Linked DNA regions of Macaca mulatta: region 2 is linked to region 1. A link is a contact called in public Hi-C data. All regions are on one chromosome and are shown on one strand. The core of a region is the stretch at or near the end of the contact, and the rest is flanking DNA. Distances in the headings are between cores, read along the strand shown.

The links. A called contact is a pair of places that touch in the nucleus more often than the background predicts.
Region 2: a contact with region 1 is called in a Hi-C map of liver, with 2.9 times the contacts expected there. The contact joins the promoter of RNF130 here to the promoter of TBC1D9B in region 1. A contact is called at or near these places in 2 of 14 Hi-C or Micro-C datasets (fetal cortex germinal zone and liver).

What each region holds. Positions count from the first base shown.
Region 1 is chr6:188,907,698-188,911,786 of T2T-MMU8v2.0, forward strand. It overlaps TBC1D9B (TBC1 domain family member 9B), which reads right to left and starts at 2,223. Exons shown (of 21, transcript XM_028850011.2): 1 at 2,027-2,223. The coding sequence starts at 2,144.
Region 2 is chr6:189,067,025-189,070,590 of T2T-MMU8v2.0, forward strand. RNF130 (ring finger protein 130) reads right to left here and starts at 2,019. Exons shown (of 9, transcript XM_077937531.1): 1 at 1,330-2,019. The coding sequence starts at 1,783.

The DNA.
Region 1 (4,089 bases), core at 973-3,472:
ATGCTATCTTTGTTTTTAGATTTTATTTTTTTGGTAATGCTATCTTTGTCAGTGCCACTATTTGCAGTGACAAATCAGCAGGAAATATAGTTTTTTACCGTCGTTTGATTCACTAATTGAATTATCAAGCAATCTAAAAACCTGTTCGTTGTTATTTGAAATTTTTTCTTCCTTTTAACTAAGTGCTGCTTTTGACATGATCTGAAAATATTTTGTTACCAGTTTTCCTGTTGATGTCAGAACCATTTTTATTGCTATTACTCAATTTTAACACTTTTGCTTCACAGTTCATTAATATTTTTTTGAGATAGAGTCTCGCTCTGTCGCCCAAGCTGGAATGCAATGGCGCCATCTCAGCTCACTGCAACCTCCACCTCCTGGGTTCAAGCGATTCTCCTGTCTTACCCTCCTGAGGAGCTGGGATTACAGGCGCATGCCACCATGCCCGGCTAAATTTTGTATTTTTAGTAGAGACGGGGTTTTGCTATGTTGGCCAAGCTAGCTATTCAGATTCTTTAATGAAAAGTCTAGGTTGGCATGTTTTTAATAGATGGCTTGAATAAAACCAAATCACCGTCCCCTCCTCTTCAGGGAGGACAGTACTCGGAGGCCACAATGCCCATGATGGCACAAGGAAGGCCCTGTCAGAGGGCACAGCAGGACACACCAAACCCAGCAGTGGGGAGAGGGTTCAAAGAATGGTCCCAGGGGACACGGAGAGTGAGGTGGAAAGGAGAAGAGCCCGCAGGAAGGAGGTGTACTGAGGCCGGGCTGCACCTGCACCCGCCCATCCAATGAGATGACCTGCGGAAGCCTGCCGAGCACAGCGCGAGTGCTCCCAGTACACCGGCGAGTATGACACACGGGCACGCTGGCGGAGTACACCGGCGAGTATGACACACGGGCACGCTGGCGGAAGGAAAGGTGCCGGTCCCTTGCCTTCTTCAACGGGCTTGCAGTAGCTTTGAGGTTGGCCACAAGGGCTGCCAACTAACTCCCACTGAACAGCTGGATCTAGGAGGCGGGTCCAGCACAGGAGCCCGAGATCCTCGAGGCCCACTGGGAGGGAGCCTGAAGCTGAAGGGAACACTGAGTGTTCCTGGGAACAGAACAGTCTCTTCCATATGAAGAAGTGTGGCCCAGGAGAAGCCTCCGTCTGCATCTGGCTATTAGCTGCTAACACTGAAAATCAGGATGATTCGCAGAAAAAGGTCTTGATAAACTGGACGACCTGGCAACACTGGGACCGCATTCCTGCAGGGCAACGATCGGTGCCCCGAAGAGCAAAGGCACTGAGCCTGGGCCAGCCGGGCTCCTGCAGTGCGGGACGCGGGCCCTGGAGCACGAGGGGCCCGGGACAACCCCTGCGGAGGGAGGGGCCTGGAGGGGCCTGTGAGCCTCCCCCGGATCCCACAGGCCGCACGACTCCAAGGGCCTCAGCCTGCGTGGTGGTGGCGCCCGGGCCCACACAGGGCCACCTTGGCGAGCTGGCAGGAACACCCTGGGCTGCTACCCAAAGCCTCGGGTGGGCAGCGCTGAGAGCAGCCAGGAGCAGAAAGGCGGGGGAGGAGCTGGGGAATGGGGGTGCGGCCGGCTCCGGGACCTCCGATCTTGCTAAAAGGGCGATACTCTGGTGAGGTGGGAATGAAGAAGACGGCACAAGAAAACGTGCGCTGGCGTCACTTGGCCCCTTAGAGGCACCGGGGGAAACTGAGGTGGAGGATGAGGACAGGGCGGCCTCGCTAACTTTCGGCGGTGGAATCCCGGGAAGCGACACGGCTCCCGGGGCTCGCGGGCGCCGAAACCGGGCGGAGCCCGCCCAGGGCGCACTCGCCTCCCGCCAGCCCCTCGCTCCCCGCCCCGGCCCCTCCGCGCCCGGCTCCCGGGTCCCGGCCTCGAGCCCCCGCCCCGCCGCGCACTGGCGTGCGTGTCCGCCGCGACGCGCAGAGGCCGGGCCGGAACCGGACCCGCCCGCCGCCGGCCCCGCCGCGGCGTCCCTAGGCCTGGCCGCCCGCGCGCCTCTCACCCGTGAGGCCGCCGCCCTTGCCGTGGCCCCGGCGCCGCTGCAGCACGAAGAAGGGGTTGGCCCGCTCCGTCACCCACAGCGCATTGGCCACCAGCACCTCCTCCGGGCTCAGCCACATCGCGGTGCCGCTCGCGCCGGGCCGAGGCCCGCGAGGCGGAAGCGCCGGCCGCCGTCGGCGTCCCGGAGCGGAGCGTGCCGAGCGGGCCGGGGCGGGGCCGGGCGGGCGGCGCCCCCTGGCGGGCGTGTGGCGCTCACGCACCCGGCTCGCGGCCCGCACCGCCCCCTCCGCCCCCTCCGCCCCGGCCTCGGGCGCGCGCCCGCCTGGCCTCCTGGAGCGGTCCAGCCGCCGGCCTCCGGCCTGGACCCAGAACGGAACGGCCCAGTCCGCAGGCAGGGGAGCCGCTGTGCAGAGTAGAGCTTCTGGCGTTTTGAAAGCTGTGCAATGTGAAAGATAGATATAAAGAAGCACAGTTTGGCTGTTTTTGGCTGGTTTTGCGTGCAACCCGGGGCGTGTTAGCACTGCAAAGGGCACCTGGAAAAGGGTTTGCAGTTCCTCCTAATTCTCAGAATTTTTTTTTCTTTTTTTTTTTTTGGCAGAGGCTTGCTCTGTCGCCCGGGCTGGAGTGCAATGGCGCGATCTTGGCTCACTGCAACCTCTGCCTCCCGGGTTCAAGTGATCCTCCTGCCTCAGCCTCCTGAGTAGCTGGGATTACAGGCGCCTGCAACCACGCCCGGCTAATTTTTTTGTATTTTTAGTAGAGACGGGGTTTCACCATGTTGGCCAGGCTGGTCTCGAACTCCTGACCTCAGGTGATCCGCTCACATTGGCCTCCCAAGTCCTGGGATTACAGGCATGAACCATCGCGCCTGGCCAGTTCTCAGAATTCTGACACTGGGGCCGGAGACTAGAAAAAACGTCCAGCGCAGGGCGAGTGCCAGGAGGCCCTGATACGGGCTGCATCCTTGGAAATCAGTGCAGCTCCTCCCCTGACAGACGGGTCACGGAGGCTGGCCGGCCTTGAGGATGGGGTCTGGGCTGGCCCCCGGGCCAGTGGCGGCTTGTGTGCAAGCGTGAGGCGGGCTGCACGCGAATGCGGGACCCTGGTCTCCCAGTGTTGACCTGCAGGGGTAGCACCAGTCCACGCCCGGCCTTCTGCATGAAAGGAGCTGTCAACTCCACCTGGGACAACAGGCCTGGATCCATGCTGTCCGGGGTCGACTGGGATGTGGGGTCACCCTGCTGGCCAGAGCCCTCACCAGGATCTGGCTAGAGAGCAGAGGGAAGGGGGCGGTTAAACCATCCTTGGAGCTGGACCTGGCTTCCAGGTGGGTTTCTGTGATTGGTGATCAAGAATCTTGGTGTGATGGATGTAGGTACACGCAGTTGACACCCAGAGTGACCTGCAGTCTTCTGCAATGTTGCTGGATATAGGAATCAGCTTTCAAGATGCAGAGGTGGGCTTGCTTCAACATCTTGGAAGTTTGAACTAATATTGTCATTGGGCTCTCTAGAGGGAAAGAATTTGGAAGATCTTGGCCGGGCGCGGTGGCTCAAGCCTGTAATCCCAGCACTTTGGGAGGCCGAGATGGGCGGATCACGAGGTCGGGAGATCGAGACCATCCTGGCTAACATGGTGAAACCCCGTCTCTACTAAAAAATACAAAAAACTAGCCGGGCGAGGTGGCGGCGCCTGTAGTCCCAGCTACTCGGGAGGCTGAGGCAGGAGAATGGCGTAAACCCGGGAGGCGGAGCTTGCAGTGAGCTGAGATCCGGCCACTGCACTCCAGCCTGGGCGACAGAGCGAGACTCCGTCTCAAAAAAAAAAAAAAAAAAAAGAATTTGGAAGATCTGCACTTTTTAACACCCTGAGAGGAGGTAAGGAGTTGTCTTGTTCCTTCATTCCAGTGGTTCTCAAATTGGGCATACATTAGGATCACCTGGAAGGCTGATTCAAACAGGCTGCTGTAGGCCCAGCCACTTGGGAGGCTGAGGTGGGAGGATCACTTGAGGCCAGGAGTTCAAAATCAGCCAGGGCAACATAGCAAGACTCCATCTGAAAACA
Region 2 (3,566 bases), core at 769-3,268, 160 kb after region 1:
GCTACCATTGTTAGTTGCCAGAGTCTGGCCACACTGTGCATCTCAACCACAGTGACTGGCACAGAGCAGGAACGCAAATATTTACTGAATGAACCCAAGACAAAAGTTGTTTCTGTGGCCAAGCTGGGACCCTAACTGCCATTTTTCAACACAGTGGAGATGAGATATGCGCCTGAAGCACCTGATTACTGGTGTAAAACGGACTTTTAAAAGCCCAGTCTGAGTTGGGGACAGGCTACAGTAAAAGCCTTACGTGATTATTTTTCGCCAGCCAGCCTGTCTCAAAGAAGAAAACAGCTTGGCACTTTGGCATACAAATACAGACCTCAGAGGGGCATAATATGCTAATATCTTAAAAGTGTAAAAGCAAACCATTACTTGATTTAGGCTGCCTACTTTAGGTCATCCTAACATGAACAGCAGTTTAGAGAAGAAAAATCCCCTCTCAGCATTCTCAGGGTGACAATGAGGGTGGCGATAATAGCAGGTATTTCCCAAAAGTTCAAAGTGGGCCAAAACCCAAAAAATCATATTCCGCGATATGCAAAACGTTTCCTTCAAACCATGACTAATAATTTAAACAAATACATGTTTACACCAAATAATTAACTAAACAAAGCCCATGTTTATAGGAAAACATGACATTAAGCCAAATGGTTTCAAAGACAATTCTTGAAAATTTTACCTATTTCCCTTTTGGTCGGCACCCGTGACCTGAAAAGCCTTGGCTAGTAGTTCTGATTAGTATCAAATCCTCATAATGTGACATTTTTAGGCGTCAAATTACAGTAAAACTACTAGAGCAAGAACAGGAGCCAAAAGCAACAGGGAAGATGTCCATTTTCCTCTTACACCCTCCGCCTCCATTTACCACTTAACGGCACGTTTTTATGTTAGAAAAGGGCCGCATCCTTCGAGATCCAGCGCAGCGTTAAGTCCGTGATTTCAGGAACAAACCTGCCGCTTCCAAAATACAGGCTGAGATGTCCTCCCCATGAATTAGTTTTGCGCTCTTGCACCACCTCCTTTGTCTACGCTGTCCCTGCAAACTCCTAGCTCAATGCCCTCCAGCAAACAAGCTGCTGAACGCAAAGACGACCGTTCCAAGTCTTTTTCAAAGAAGGGGAAAACCCAATCACGCTCCTGAAGCCTGGTTCCCACGGGAGCAGGCCGGGCTGTCCACGACGGAAGCCTCGACCCCGGCTGGGGCCGTCGGCCCGGCAGCGCGCAGCGGGAGAGCCAGGGCCACAGCCGGGGCCGGGAACCCTAGCCCGGCCGCCTCCGCGGGATGCAGCGACCACCGCCCGCCGCCCCCGGGCCGGCACTCACCTCCGTGGAGGGGCAGCGGCGCCAGCACCTGGCCACGGACCTCGGCCTTGGGGGAGTCCAGCCCGTAGCGCCCGCGGTCGATGCGGAACGTGAGCGGGGCTCCGCGGCCGGGCTCTTGCACCGTCACGTTGATGAGCGCCGTGTAGTACTCCTGGCTCGCGTTGTCTGCCCGCGCCGGCCACAGGCTGCAGGTCAGCAGGGCGAGCGCGGCGAGCCGGGCAGGGCCCGCCCGCCCCGCGCAGCTCATCGTCCCTCCGGCCGCCGCCGCCGCTCGCGGACCGGGCTCCGGGGCCGGCGCGGAGAGGCGGGGCGGGCGCGGCCCGGGCTGCGGCGGGAGCGCGCGCGCGCGGCTTGCGCGGGGCCGGGGCCGAGCCCGAGCGCGGCCCTCCTGGACGCTGCGACCCCGCGGCTCGCCGCCCTCACGTCCGCCGCCCGCCCGTGGGGACGCGCCCATGGGCCCTCGGCGAGGGCGGCGTCTCAGGTCGCACGCGGGCGTCTCTTCAGGGTCCCGGGAGGGCTGTAGGAGCGTGCCCCCTCCATTCCCCCGGTCGGTCCCGCCGAATGGGAGGCGCCTCGCAAGGACGCGGCGCGGGAGGGGAAGGGCGGCACGGGAGGAAGCGCCCCCAGGAGGGTCAGAGGAACACAAAGTCCCTCTTGCGCGGCTGCCGCCTGAGGCGCGCGTCCGCCGCCGCCCCGCCCCCGGCTGGTCTAGCGGCAACGCACAGGCCTGAGGCGCAGCCCCGCCCCGCGCGCATGCGTGCGAGGGCCTGTCCTCTCCCGCCCGCCTGCACGAGGGCGCGGGCAGCCGGGTCACCCGCCGGCGCTGCCTGTTTCTCTGTCGGGCGTGATGGCCGCAGGGCCTGGAGCCCGGGAGATCTGCGAGGGCATATGGAAATGTGTGAGAACAGACTACAAAAGAAAAAAAGTTCTAACTTTAAAATAAGTGTTTAAAATTAAATGTCATGAGACCTATCATTCATGTCATGCAGTTGACCTCATGGATGGGGGATGACTGGCCCGGACCTGCAGGGACACGAGTGGTTGGGAAAGGCCAATAGGGCAGCAGTCCCTAACCTTTTGGCACTGGGGGACGGGTTTCCTGGAAGACAGTGTTTGCAGGGACTGAGGGAAGAGAAGTGGTTTGGGATGAGGCTGCTTCACCTCAGATCATCAGGCGTTAGATTCTCCTAAGAAGCGCGCAGCCCAGATCCCAGCACGCGCAGTTCACACCGGGTTCGCGCTCCTATGAGACTCTAATGCCGCCCTGATCTGACGGGAGGCAGAGCTCAGGCCGTAATGCTCGCTCGCCTCCTGCTCGCTCACTGGTTCCTCCAAGGCCGTGGGCACGGGTCCGCGGCCGGGCGGTTGGGAAGCCCCTGCTCTAGTGACTGGGTGAAATACTCCAGGGGTCCCCGGACCATGAGAACCCCCCCAACACCTTCCCAAACGCGCGCACACACGACTCTCACTTTCTCTCTCCACGGCGTGTAAAAGATGTACATCGCTCTAAAGTATCAACTGAAGGGAAGAATGGGGCCGTGCAACTGATTTCAGGAACTTACAGGATCTTTGTGGGGAGGCGGAGGGGGAAAGTTTGGCGTCTTCTGACCAACCAGGGTTGACTCTCCTGTCTCCTAGAGCGGGAAGTGGGTGGAGTCAGCTTTGCGCAACCAACCGTCCTGAAAATCCGGAAAAGAGGTAGCTCCCCAAAAAGAAATTTGAGGCACTGTTTCCAGGAAACGGTACGGATGCAGTGCAGGCTAAAACTTAAGATGTCCACTACTGGCCAGGCTCAGTGGCTCACGCCTGTAATCCCAGCACTTTGGGAGTTCTACGTGGGAGGTTCACGAGGTCAGGAGTTCGAGACCAGAATGGGCAACATGGTGAAACCCCGTCTCTACTAAAAATACAAAAATTAGTGGGTCATGGTGGTGCGCGCCTGTAATCCCAGCCTGTAATCCCAGCTAGTTGGGAGACTGAGGCAGGTGAATCGTTGGAACCTAGGAGGTGGAGGTTGCGGTGAGCTGAGATCGCGCCACTGCACTCCAGCCTGGGCGACAGAGCAAGACTCCATTTCAAAAAAAGAAAAAAAAAAAAGGCCGGGCGCGGTGGCTCACGCCTGTAATCCCAGCACTTTGGGAGGCCGAGGCGGGCGGATCACAAGGTCAGGAGATCGAGACCACGGTGAAACCCCGTCTCTACTAAAAATACAAAAAATTAGCCGGGCGCGGTTGTGG